Linked DNA regions of Mus musculus: all the other regions are linked to region 3. A link is a contact called in public Hi-C and promoter capture Hi-C data. All regions are on one chromosome and are shown on one strand. The core of a region is the stretch at or near the end of the contact, and the rest is flanking DNA. Distances in the headings are between cores, read along the strand shown. Region 1 has its middle 39 kb from the start of Cecr2. Region 2 overlaps Cecr2 (CECR2, histone acetyl-lysine reader). Region 3 holds the start of Cecr2 (CECR2, histone acetyl-lysine reader).

Region 1 (4,213 bases), core at 796-3,295, 39 kb after region 3:
AAGGAAGGAAAAGGAAAGGAAGGAAAAGGAAAGGAAAGGAAAGGAAAGGAAAGGAAAGGAAAGGAAAGAAAAGAAAAGAAAAGAAAAGAAAAGAAAAGAAAAGAAATCGGTTTGCCTTTCCTCCCAAGTGCTAGAATTAGAGGCATGTGCTACTGTATGTGCAGCTTAAACAGCCTTTGCAAGGGAAGATGTCCTTCTGGTTAGACTTGAGCATCTGTTCAAGAGCAGAGCCAACACATTGCAACACACTGGTAGCCCAGAGCTCGGGACTGGCCCAGCTGTGTTTCCTTTGGTCTGCCTTCAAATATTTTTTTTTCTTTATTTGACAAATGCTTGTTGTACAGACAATTAATTCATTTAATCCTCACAACAACCTCATGAAGTAGATACTATTGACAGACTCTCTGCAGATAAGGATCATCAGATACAGAGAAAAGTTAGGTAAGTTTCCTAGCGATCACAGCTAGGGCTTACCCAGGCATGATGGAGCAAGCCTGTTCCAGAGGTTGGAAAGTAGAGGCAGAAGGACCAGGAGTTCAAGGTCATCCTTGGTTGTACTTGTCTCTAAACAACAACAAACAGACAGGCAGGCAGACAAAATAAGCATGGAGAATTTGAAGCCAAGAAATCTACTTTAAGTCCATTCACAACATCTAACTTTAACTCATTGTTAAAGTTCCTTGAATTCTGTATAAAACTTTTAAAAATGGAGTAAGTTAAATTTAAAACAAATCCAGATATTTTGTTTTGTTCAAGATATTTTGTTTTGTTTTGTTTCTCTGGAAAGTCTGAGAAATCTAGAAGCGTTGTCTGTAATTTTCCCAAATAGAATACTAGGTCAGCTGCATTGTGAGGTAAACCCGTACGTACCCTGCTCGCTAGAGTTTCTGGCCAGTTGCTTGCCCACTGTCACTGCCTGCCTGGCTACTGTGATGCCTGTGTTTCAGTGTCTGAGTCCTAAACTCAGCAAGGTAAACTGCTTGCTTCAAAATTCTGGCTTCCTAAGTTCCATTCCCAGAACCCACAGCGGAAGCAGAGAACCAATCCCTGGGTTATCCTTTGCCCACATACTTGAATATGTATGAATGAAGCCGGAATTCTTCATTGCTGTGCTGACAATTAATTTATTTAATATAAGCTGACTCTGTGTAGGATCTCTGTTATGGTAACTAAAAGATGAATAATTACACTAGACACACGCCCATCTCACCTACCTAGGAAACTGAGGCAGGAGGCTTGCTTGAGCCTAGGAGCCTGAGAAAACACAATGAGACCTGTATTATATATATTTTTTTTGTTGCTGTGACAGATATCCGAGACAAACTTGAAAGGAGGTATTCTTGCTCCACAGCTGGCTAGCTCCAATGCTATGGGTCTGTGCTGAGGCAGAGCATCATGGTACGGAAAGCCCATGGTAAAAGAAAGTTCTAGCTCGTGGTACCCGGGAAACTGACTGAAAACTCCCTTATAGGCATACCACAGGAGTGCCTCACTAACCGAGGTGCTTTGCAACCCAATATGTCGACAATCAGAATCCAGCATGAGCCGGCATGGTGAGGTTGCGCAGGCCAGGCAAATGCTCTAGTTTCCTTTCTGCTGCTGTGATCAAATATCCTGATGAGTTACGGGAGGGAAGGTTTATTTTAGCTCATGGTGTGTTCAAGTTGTAGTCCGTCACTGTGATTGAGTCACATCGGCAAGAGGACAGGAGCAGCTACTCACATAACTACAGTCAAGAGCAGACAGAGAGAAATGAATGTGTGCATGCTTATTACGCTGATAGAGTTCTCAGACTGGTGACTGGTGCCGCCCACTTTCAGGCTAGGTCTTCCCACATCAATTAAGGCAAGCAAGATAGTCCCCAACGAGCACACTTGCAGGCTAACCCGAGATAGGGTCTCTCACTGAGAGTCTTTTCCCTGGTGATCTTAGGTTGTGTCAATATGACCCTGAAAACTAGCCATCACAATACATTACCAGGGCACCATACCCTCTGTCTCCACCTCATTTCAGTAGGCATTCAGTATGGACCAGCACAAACAGGGCACTGCAGGTGCTACCAAGCTGCCAATACTGAATTCTGGCTCCCCAGGGGAGTGTGGTCAGGACCTTTGAATAGTACTGCAAGCTGAACTGTGAGCACTCTTTGTTTAACCTAACTGCTTCCTTGAAGGTCCCAACCCCAAATACAGTCACGGCAGGAGTTGAGGCTTCAGCCCAACATGCATGGGGGATGGGGCGTTGGGTGGGGGTGGGGGTAGGTTTACATGCTTGCAGTCCTCACATTCATATCCCAGTAAAGAGTTAACATCAGCTTAAAACTGTCTCTATGACACTGTGACTTTCCCCGAGACTGTGATTGCTTCACAGCAGAGATCCCACACATCCCTCTGTCGACTTGGTCACATTCTGATATAAAAGAATCCTGGGGTTGAGAAGACTGCTCGGTGGGTAAGGACACTCGCTACGTAGGCGTGAGGATCTGAGTTCGAACTCCCAGGACCCATGTAAATCGGGTCATGGCCACACAGGCCTGTAACCCCAGCAGTGGGGGGCAGAGACAGAACTCAGGAAGAAGCTGACTAGCAAACCTACCAAAATAGCAACCTCCGGGTTCAGTGGGAGACCCTGTCTCAGGGCATAACGCAGAGAAAGATAGAGGACCTTTGAGTTCTGCTTCTGGGCAGAAGCACATGCACTCATAGGAACACACACTGGAACACACACCGGAACACACACACACACCGGAACACACACCGGAACACACACCGGAACACACACCGGAACACGCACACACACACACACATCCCAATTTTTTTTTTTTTTTTTTTTTTGAGACAGGGTTTCTCTGTGTAGCCCTGGCTGTCCTGGAACTCACTCTGTAGACCAAGCTGGCCTCGAACTCAGAAATCTACCTGCCTCTGCCTCCCAAGTGCTGGGATTAAAGGCGTGTGCCACCACGCCTGGCCACACCAAATATTTTTAAAGGAGGAAGAACTACAGAAAGAGTTGTCATCTTCCTAGTTTTAGAGGAACTGCAGAAAATTCATCCCCATTCCAAAGACTGTGGCCCCAGATTTCTAAGCCTTTTGCAATTCCAGTATGCAGAGAGGCTGACCATTCCCAACCTGCTAGTAGATACGTAATTACTGTCTACCAGGGTGCTCTCCTGTGAGCCTACTAGCAAAATACCTGACCAGCAACATATTATACACGGAGAGATTAAGCCCAGCTGAGAAAGCCTTCTTAGAGTGGGCATGAGCATGGGAGGAGGGGAAAGGTGAGGGTCAGGCAGCAAGATGGCAGCTGGAAACTGTGAATACCGCCCCCGCCCCGTACCCACTGAGCGCTCCTAGTTTTTACCACCCCATCCCCAGGTACCTGGCACACTGTTTTACAATTAGCCTCTCATTCTTATACTAATTTTAAAAAATAATTTCATGTTTATTTCTTTAGGTACCTAAGTGCTTTCCTGACACATATGCATGGGTACCACCTGTGTGCAACTGGATTTATAAACAGCTGGGAACTGATGTGTTGGTCCTGAGAATTAAACCTAGGTTCTCTGCAAGAACACACTCTCTTAACTGCCAAAACTTCTCTCCTGTCCTATACATGATTTTTTTAAAACAAGTTGTATTTATTCTTATTTTATGTGTATGCACGGTACTTTACTTGTATGTATTTCTGTGCACCATGTGGATACAGTACCTGCAGCAGCAGGAAGAGATTGGACACCCTGGAATGGGAGTTACAGATGGTTGTGAGCCACCATGTGGGTGCTGGGAATCGAACTTGCGTCCTCAGAAACAACAGTCAGTGCTCTTCATTCTCTCATCTTTGTAACTTTAAATCAAGCTAGGTAAAATTAATTTTGCAATTTCAAGTTTGAAGAACAACAACAAAAAAAAAAACATCAAAGGAACACATGCTTATGCGTGAATCCCACACTAGCTGTCTCTGGGTGCCTTCACTGAGTAACCGGCCGTCCTGGGAGGGGTTTGCTCCTGCTAACCATGAGGATACAAGTCCAGGAAGAGAAGAGACAAGCAGGAGCAGGGCCGGGACAGGAAGACAGGACGGTCTGGCTCAGGGCCCAGGGTTCTTATCTCCTTTTAGTCTTATCTGCACAAATCCAAATCTGACCCCACGGGTTCGTTCTGCTTGATTGAGTACAAAATGTTTTAAAAGCAACCCCAGGAATTTACAGCTG
Region 2 (4,689 bases), core at 107-2,606, 51 kb before region 3:
GAATGTAACGAATAAGTCATGTTGAAGACACTGGTCTTTACAACTCTTACAAGTCTTCCCAGAAGACTTCAATTTTGTGGTCCTACCACCAAAATGCCACAGCTACATTAACATTTACTGTAATACACACTTCTATGGGATTTACTATGTCCCCTTGTTCACCACACTCAAGCCCTGATCTTTTGAGCTGGGGATGGAACCCAAGACCTTCATTATAGACCAGTATTCACCACTGATATGTGTGTGTGTGTGTGTGTGTGTGTGTGTGTGTGTGTGTAGTGTGTGTATATGTAGTATGTAGTGTGTGCATGTGCACACACACAGAGCTCCAGTTGTGCACTTCTACAAGGCCTTTTCCCAGAGAATGCTAGGTCAAGAGTTATTAAAGCTAGACACAGTGATCTACACCTTCAATCCCAGCACTCAGGAGGCAGAGATAGGCAAGCCAGAGCTACACACTGAAATCCTCTCTCCCCCAACCCCCTATAAGCAAAAAATTTTAAATAGCTGCTTTATCCTGCTCCTGTAGGTAATAGAGTCCCAGCAGTTTATACTAATAAATAAACCAAAAACTCTATAGTGAAACATACCTTTCTCTCATTCTGGAGTGGAATGGACAGTAAGAATGTTATAGGAGAAAACAGCAACAACAAAAGAACGGAGAAGCCATTTTAATCCTGCTTAACAAAAGGACCAGCTTGGTTAACCTTTTCCATGTTAGTTTAATGGTACAGAATCTCAGACACAGAAAAGAAAAAGTTCTGGAGATGTGCCTCACATCGGTGTGACTGCACTTAACACTACTAAAATGTGCACTCAAATGACTAGCAGCAAGGTACTACTGAACTGCACTTAAGAATGGTTAATGGGGAAATCGTTTTAATAGTTCAATTTTAAAACTTTTTGCCACAATTTAACATTTTTTTCTATTAGGAAAATATTGCTAAGTATGGTCTCTGACACATACTATAAATATTACAGGTCATCCTTACAATGACAGTCTGAGCAAACACTAGGGATAAAACGATCTTCAAAATTTACAAGTTTCAGAACAGAAATTGAAATTCTCTTTAACTCACAGCCCATCATGTTCATGCTCTAATAAGTTGCTTACAAAAAACTACTTGGAAATCCAGGTTATTCAAAGCTTTAAGGTTTCAACCTGGAGCTTAAGTCGTAAGACTAAGGCAGCAAGGGAGAGAGCCTCCTAAAAATCTCCACCCCAACCTTTTTTTTTTTTGGTTGCTTTTCTCACTTTCTCTCCTACTCTTTTGTATCTCCCTTTCACTGTGTGCAATGAACTGTGAGCACCGAAATGTGACCTTTGCCAAGATGCTCAGGGGCAGAAGAGGAAGGGAAAGGCAACAGCAGAAAAGGCAGCAGATCGGCAGAGAGAGGGGAACCTTGTTCCCATCCACTCTGCAGCCTCAGAGAGTAGGTGAAGAGAGTAACAGGATTTGCCCCTCTTGCAGCTGTCGTCACAGCTCATTAGTGAAAAGCCCGAATCAATGTCCCCCCACTTTCCCTGCCCCAGAGAACAAATCTTTCCACCATGCAGTGGCTACTGGGGAAGAACTCAGGCTGAGCAAGGGACAGCCCACACCACTGGGCAATGGAAAGTAACACAAAGAGGTGCTTTTAGCACACTTGCAGAAAAGTATTCTTAACTGCTTATTTCTAAAGTCCTGCCTGCTTAACAAAACCATTTGACTATATAGACACTCTAAAGATAGGATATTCCTAAATCCCTTCTCTTAAACAACACTGATATTTTCTCTTGCCTGCTGGGATGCTCCTGTTCATTGTACAAATTTTCTTTAATCTTACTCAATAGGAAATCTTTCTTCTAATTCCAAATAAGGACAAAGATCATAGATTTGCATAATTACCAATCAATCACAATAATGCTTTGAGTTCATTAGAGACAGAAAAGTAGTAAACAAAAACACCTAAAAAGAATAATAGATTCTGTTTGTTGCATTAACTTTTTTTAGAGCTAAAATCCTTCTGATGTACATAGGATCAAGGATGGTGTAGGATCTGGGTCAGCTCTGCTCCTGTGTGGGAACAGATCCACTTCTGCACAAAGGGAAGCTCAGCAGGCCCTGGGAAGGGCTCTCCCAGCTGCTGTTCAAGAGAGAATGCCTGGAGTGTAAGCTCAGAATGCTCCAAGAAAAAAAGCATACTGGTCTCCAGAAGGCACCCTGACTTTGACAGCTGATGCTTTCTCACTTGGTATAAATTAATTTAATCCCAAAGGCATGTGCCATGCCAATTTAGACTGTAGAGTATAAATCAGATAGAGTGCCTATAATGCTCAGGGACCTGAAACCAGCTATAAACAATTTTAGTTGGTCCAGCAGCATATCTCGGATACTTCCAAAGGCTGAAGGTCTGTTTTGCTGCTTTGCTGTAATATTTTTTTTTTCCTCAACTTCCCTTGAAACAGAATAGATCTAAAATAAAATAGCTTCTTCCATCAAAGTTGAATGCAACTCTAAACCACCAATTTTTCTGCAAAATATTAATTATACCAATAAAAAACAGTAAACCTAGAGTGCAACTTTCTATTAAATACGAGATATTTTAGGATTGCGGGGAGGGAGGGGTGAGCAAGGAGGAGCAGGAGATTCCTGCAGCTCCATGGAACTTCCAGACTACAGAAAGGCCCAAAAGCTTTCCACTTGTCACATTCTGGGAGGCTCGTGCAAGCATGGCCACGCAGAAAAGAAATCTGGAAAAACAGGTTCCTGGCTAGCCATACCCAACTTCTACCACCAGGCTGTCTAGATTTCATGACTGATGTGAGTTATTCAATGATGGCAGGTAGGGTAGCTGAGTTCTACCACCCATGGGCAGGATACAGGAAACACAGGGCAAAATGGCACAGCTTCCTGAACAGTCTTACTTTGCGCCTTTGCTTTTACTGTTGGTCCTTGCAGCAGGGGAAGGTACACTTAATTAAAGCAGGAGGCTGTCAGAACTACTTCTGGAAGCTACTTCAAATGACAGTCCAGGCATCAGAAACTATTGGCCCTCTCTACTCTCAACCAGGACTCACCCCTCCCCCTTTTGGCAAGGGGTGTAGGGATTAAGGCAGAGGGCATTTAGATGGAGTGGCTTCTATATGTAATAGAGATAAAACTGGCTTGAGGCCAGAGATGGCTCAGAAGTTAACAGCATAAACCGCTCTTGTAGAAGACATGAATGGGCTCCAGTACCAATGCTGAGAGGCTTAGAGGCCTCCCCCTGGTGGGTACCTGTCCTCTTGTGTACATACCCAATACAGATAAACACACATACACATTATTAAAAAGACAGTTTTTCTCTTAAAAGGACATTGGCTTTTGAAGGAAAGCGTAATCGACCCCAAAAGGTTAAGGTAGACATAATTGGCAGGACCTGTTGTTTGGGAGAGCGATGCCAGTTCTGGGAAGGAGGGGTAGGAGGATATGTTGAAAGCATGAAAATGGACATTGAGAGAAAGGGAGGAAACACTTCAGAAGTAGAGTCTACAGCTTTTTACAATTAAGTGTAGGTTTTAAAAAAAAAAAAAAATCAGAGCCAGACGTGGTAGCGCAAGCCTTTAATCCCAGCACTCGGGAGGCAGATTTCTGAGTTTGAGGCCAGCCTGGTCTACAAAGTGAGTTCCAGGACAGCCCGGGCTATAAAGAGAAACCCTGTCTCAAAAAAAAAAAAACAAAAAACAAAAAACAAAAACAAAAAAACAGAAACAAAAATCAATTAAGTTTTAAATAAGTTGTAATTTGATTAAAACACATTAGAGCTAGAAAGGTGATTCAGTGGGTCTTTGCTACATACTCCTGACCCCTGTAGAAAAGCTGGGTGACATTTGGTCATAGAACATAGAATCCCAGTGGGTTGACTAATTTTATTTGGGGGGGGGGGTTTGCATAAAGATTGTTGGTGTTTGATGGCTTTCTGACTAGCTGAGACACAGACTCAGGAAGATCTGCCTTAGAGAAAAAGATGGAGAGTTACGCCCTCTTCTGGTCTTCTGTATGCAAACCCATATATACACAAACATTCAAATAAAGCTAAAAAGAGAAAGAGACACAGAGAGCTCCCTACTACCACCTATGTAACAAGGACTCTATCCAGAATAGGAGACGGGCAGTAAATATTTCCAATTCCAAGTGATGGCTACCCCCAAACAGAGGGCCAGTTAGAAGACTGATGTGGCCATGAACACAGGCTCACAAAAGCCCTCAGCAGCAAGGGGACAGACATCAACAATACACTTTGAGAAAATTATAGGCAACATCTAAGAATAAAATGTTAAAAGTTTTTTTTTTTATTAGTAACAGACTATATTTAAACCGCTGACAAAAAAAAAAAAAAAAAAAGCAGCTCCTCGTTTCAGGTTGGGTTGTCGTAGAGTCTTGCTAGATAGAATATTAAAGTTAATTAACCCCTATAGTATGAGTTCTCTTTGAAAAAAAAGATTATCAGAATCCAAAGGGGATAAACTTCATGCTATCAATAGTGCAAAATCACAAGATAAAGAACCTGCTCGTGTTTATTCAACCTTGCCCTGGGGAGACACTTTGTTGTGGGGGACAAATATTTCATCAGCTCTGGGACAAACTATTCCCACCAGGGTGGGTTAGCTGGTGGATCTTGATGTTAAGACCTGGTGTGTGCTGTATGGCAGATGTGGACACTAAG
Region 3 (4,383 bases), core at 866-3,365:
CTCAATTTGTAATCCGCACATCAATTTATTTCCTCTTGAAAGAAAATGGGTTGGGACAGGTTTATCAGCACCCAAGACAGCAATTGTCACAAGCACCAACACACACACACATACACACACACACACACACTGCAGCCATTTTGAACAGCAGGATTTAATTAGACTACTCAAGATTTCAAACTAACTAAAAGGAAACACAGGACATCAGAATCATTAATCATCATCTCTTCCCCTTTAAGATTCCTCAAATCGTTAATCTTTGTAGTCCGATTTCATTACAAAATTTCATCACAAAAATGGTCCTTACACTCCTGTTCAAACTTTGTAAATAAACGCTTTGAGTTGCGTTTAATTGCCAAGTTTCATTTTCCTAAAGCCTGGAGAAGCCCACGACCTGGAAAATCCTACCAACCTTTTCACTTTGTTTTAAAGTCCCTCCAAAAGCCATCGAATGGCCCCAACTTCAGTCCACATTCCTCTTCACCTTCCTAACCTACACCCCTTGTAATCGGTTTAGATTTCCAATTTCGTTAACTTTGCAACACGAGGAAATTCCCACGCTTCATTCATAGAAGCAAGTGATATTTCTGCAAACACAACGGACTTTAAAAAATAAAGGTGTGCGAAGACCTCAAGAGTCAACAAATTAAAATCAAGATTCGGGGGGGGGGGGGGTGAAGAGGCAACCACAACGGTCAGACTTCCCAAATAAATTACTTTAATTTTGATTACTTCCATTGTAAAGGCAGTCACAAAACTGAAAACAGTAACTGACCAACAACAGTTTCTTGTACCTTTGTCCCAAGGAAGAAAAAAAAAAAAAAAAAGGGTGATTAAGTCCCTACAGACAGGAAAAAAAGCAACTCAACCTGCCAACCAATCAGTATTTCACAATTCCTTCCAAAAATAAATGCCAGGATGCTGCTTCGGACCATCTTATACATTCCGTTTCCCACACTCCCGCCACCGTCCTTGTCATTAGGACCCTCGGATTTTAGTCCAGTTATCACAAAGCCTCGGGTCTTGAAAGCACCTTCGGCCTGGCCAGAAAGCCATTCCTTTCCTCCTCGCTCGCCCGGGGGAATAATGGTGGCGAAATCAACTCAGAGAGAGAGCTCCCGGAATACGGACGGCTGCGCCTTCCTCCGTAGAGGAGCTGTTTTAAAAGGGAGGGGGGCCCAAACTTTCCCTCCACAGTCTCGGCGTCCCGAGCGACGGTGAGCGACGGGCGGTCCCACAAGGAGAACGCCCCAAGCCCAGGCCCCATCTGCGCCCGCCCGAAGTTGACTCGAAGCGCCCGAGAGTTACGGGCCTCCGCAAGTCCGCCAAGTGCGACCCGGGCGAGCGTCTCCCGAGCAACGCCGCCCCTGCCCGAGGCCGCTCCCGCCCCGCCGCTGTGGCCCCCGGCGCGTGAGCCCGCATCGCGTCCCGGTCCCCGCCTGAGCAGCTGCTCGCCGCCTCCGAGGCTCCAGCGGGGAGCGCGCGCGCACTCTCGCCCTCAGACCGGCCGAGAAGTCCCGGGAGAGCCCCGGGGTCCCGCGCCGACAAAAGCAGGCTCGACCCCCGCCGGCGAGAGCGCGCGGGGCCACGGGGAGCCCGTGCCGGCCGCCAGCCTCGTGCCCGCCGCCGAGCCCCCTCGCCGCCCGCACTCCGCGCCAAGTCGGCGGCCCGCGACTCCCCGCAGAGAAGCGCGGAGAAAGGGCGCAGCGCCGGCTACTCACCTCGATCTCGAAGTCGGGCAGGCGGAACGCCGTGCGAAAGAGCGAGCAGAAGTGCGCGATGGCCGGGACTTCCCACCAGGAGCGGAGCTCGCCCAGCCCGGCCGCGCCGCCTTCCTCCGGGCACATCTCCCCGCCGCGCTCGCTCACTCGCTCTCGCTCGCTCGCTCGGACTCCGGCCGCCGGCAGCGCCTCTCACTCAGCGCGCGGCGGCTCCCGCCGCTCGGCGTGAGCTCAAGCGGAGGCGCGGCCGGGCGGGGGGCGGCGGTCCGACTCGCTCAAGCGGCCGCTGCTCGGGCAGCCGGCGGGGGCCGCGCGCTCGCCCCGTCCCGCCGCGGCCGTGCGGCCGCCCCCAATCCCATACAATATAATCCACTCAGCGCTGAGGAAAACAGATGGGGCTGGGGGTGGGGAGGGGGCCCGGCAGAAACCTGGGAGGAGGGGCCGCCCACGAGGAGGGGGCGGGGCCGGCGCGCACCACAACAACAACCCCGCCCCCACCCCTGCGCGGACAGCTGCACCGAGGGCGGGGGAGGGGGAGCGGGCGAGCCGCGCCCGGGGAGGGGCCGCCCGTGACGCGGAGGGGCCCGCGCGCAGCCCGCGGGCGGCCGGGCGGGTGGGAGCCGCGCTCTGCCGTGCAGGTGTTTGGGGCCGGGGAGTTCGGCGACTTTGGTGACGGAAGACAATAAGGGTCTCTCCCACCCCCACGTGGCCTCAGTGGTCGAGTCCTTTTAAAGGGCCCGCGGGGTGGTGCTCTTGCTGGGGACTCGCTCCGGGAGTGCGCACGTGTGGGATTTCAGTTATTACTGCTGTGGAGGGTGGCGCGGGACAGAGCGAGTGGGACGTCCACGCTGGAAACCGGAGGCCCGGGGAAACGACGCGCTTTCCACCTGTTCTTTAGCGCTTTTTTATTTTTATTATTATTACTATTATTAGCCTATCTGAGAACGGGACTTAAGGGAGCGCTAAAGTGCCTCGCTTCTCCAAGGGAAGAAGGTGGTGGGGCTGGTTCGGCTGGAACCGAGTAGGATGGAGGGGTAGAGTGTGGCGGGAAGGGTGGAGTAGGGGGGAGGCACCAATCAGCAGCCTAGCGGGAAGAGCAATTTCCCCCACCCCAGGGAACGGACACGTGCAGCCGCCCTGGAGGAGACTGGCTTTGAGCCCTCTGACTGCCCTCGCCGGAGCGGAGCGCGGCTGCTGCGGGCGCGAGTGCTCACAATGTGGCTGGGAGGCTGGGGGATGGGGAAGAGCCTGGAGACTAAGGACGTGTGTCCGGGTGGGGGTGGAGACCTGCCCGGGCTGCGGGAATACGCTCCGAGAGGAAGGTGCTCGGACTTTAGAAAAGTTAACTGCTATTTAGGACGGTGGAATTCTGTCTAAACCGGAAGGGGAAAAAATCACCCCCGAAATAGCCCAGAAGTTTGGAAAAACTACGTTGTAGTAGCGCCTATTTGTATTGGTCATTTGCGCTTGAGCAGTTCTACTCTAAGAGTCCTGGCTGCTTCTTTAGTCCACCTCGCCAGAAACACCGCCCCTTAGGTGCACTCAAATTCGGCTGTTTAGATAGGTACAACCCTGGAAAGAATAATAGGGAGCGAGTTTGTGAGATAGATGTGTAAGTGGGAGGCCTGGCTCGTTCCTCCTCCCTCACCTATTCTAATTACTTTAATAACTAACCTCTTGTGTCTTTGTAAGGCAGCACTTAAAAACACTAAAATCCTTAAGTTATATATCCAAGTGTGCCTTTTGTGAGCCAACTAACCTTAAGATACTTCATCTTCCCTCACACTGCCCTGTAGGTGAGAGTTAGCAACCCCTACACGCTATCTATCCCATTTTTATTTTTAAAGTTTGTTTTTGAATGTTTTCAAAACGCAGCTACTCTGTAGATACCTCATGAATGGGGGTGGAGGGATACAGGAGGGCTCCGTGGAACTTTTTTGTGAGTCTGTAGCCCAGGCTGGAGCCTCCATGTTTGACTTGCCCTGAACTGCTGTGCTCTTCATGTATCACACCATTTTCCTTTGAAAAGGGTTGCATGAAGCCCAGACTAGGGAGCAACAAGCTCTCTGCACCTTGAACCAATCCTTCCTGCACTTGCTGGGTGCTGGGGTTACAGACACTCTGGGTGCTGTGGCGTTTCTTAACATACTTGTGTCAAAGCCATTATGTTCTGACTGTTTGTTTGATCCTTCCTCCCTGGTCTCCCTGATCCTCCTATCACTCACTTCCATCTTTATCTTTTATCATTATCTAACCTTCTTAGCTGGCATCTCAGTTGTCATTACTATAGCCTAATAATAATTAACAATACCAGAAAGCAGAAAGATAAGAGAGATTTGGCTCCTTCTTAATCACTGTGATATTGAGTGCTCGTTATACCCACTACTCACCCCCATTGTAACTTCTCCCTCTGCTTATTCTCATGCTGCCAAAAGTCCTGGAAATGAAAGGTGTTGGGAGCCTGGAAGTGCTGTACTTCTGCCCCTTAAAGGGGGTCAAGATGATCGGGACCTCCTTCCTCTGAATGGATTTGCCTCAGAGGCCTGTGTCTGCTTGAATGTCCCATATGGGTTAGTGTGACACCAGCCATTGACTATTACCAATATGCAACTCTGTTTCAGTCTGGCTCTGGTCCGACGGTTCTTAGGTCCGACCATTGGAT

Evidence for each region. Promoter capture Hi-C pulls out the DNA fragments that hold promoters and counts their contacts. A called contact is a pair of places that touch in the nucleus more often than the background predicts.
Region 1: a promoter capture Hi-C map of pre-B cells shows a contact between it and region 3. The contact joins the enhancer-like site here to the promoter of Cecr2 in region 3. A contact is called at or near these places in 11 of 39 promoter capture datasets (the C10 cell line, the HPC-7 cell line, cranial neural crest and 6 more), 11 of 484 Hi-C or Micro-C datasets (B cells, the C10 cell line, the G1E-ER4 cell line and 4 more), 10 of 115 datasets of contacts at active chromatin or transcription factors (the 230-238 cell line, embryonic stem cells, epiblast stem cells and 4 more) and 2 of 9 other capture datasets (adipose tissue and liver).
Region 2: a Hi-C map of brain shows a contact between it and region 3, with 2.6 times the contacts expected there. The contact joins the enhancer-like site here to the promoter of Cecr2 in region 3. A contact is called at or near these places in 11 of 39 promoter capture datasets (the C10 cell line, cranial neural crest, embryonic stem cells and 6 more), 1 of 15 datasets of contacts at CTCF or cohesin (large pre-B cells), 28 of 484 Hi-C or Micro-C datasets (the HPC-7 cell line, bone marrow-derived macrophages, brain and 15 more), 10 of 115 datasets of contacts at active chromatin or transcription factors (astrocytes, cardiomyocytes, embryonic forebrain and 4 more) and 1 of 9 other capture datasets (liver).

The regions. Positions count from the first base shown.
Region 1 is chr6:120,625,188-120,629,400 of GRCm38.p6, reverse strand. No RefSeq gene overlaps it. Among named protein-coding and RNA genes, the nearest start is that of Cecr2, 39 kb to the left of the region's middle. Within about 2 kb of position 2,045, at least 14 of the 459 cell types and tissues checked have an H3K27ac peak or open chromatin away from gene starts, as enhancers often do. A contact at or near this core is called in the 230-238 cell line and pre-B cells, where this site is marked.
Region 2 is chr6:120,713,483-120,718,171 of GRCm38.p6, reverse strand. The region is part of intron 1 of Cecr2 (CECR2, histone acetyl-lysine reader); the gene reads right to left. It overlaps Gm52876 (a long non-coding RNA gene), which reads right to left. Exons shown (of 2, transcript XR_003956357.1): 2 at 1-4,689. Among named protein-coding and RNA genes, the nearest start is that of Gm52876, 20 kb to the right of the region's middle. Within about 2 kb of position 1,356, at least 45 of the 459 cell types and tissues checked have an H3K27ac peak or open chromatin away from gene starts, as enhancers often do. A contact at or near this core is called in brain, cerebellar granule neurons, cerebellum and 9 more, where this site is marked.
Region 3 is chr6:120,664,046-120,668,428 of GRCm38.p6, reverse strand. It overlaps Cecr2 (CECR2, histone acetyl-lysine reader), which reads right to left and starts at 2,115. Exons shown (of 19, transcript NM_001368706.1): 1 at 1,722-2,115. The coding sequence starts at 1,847.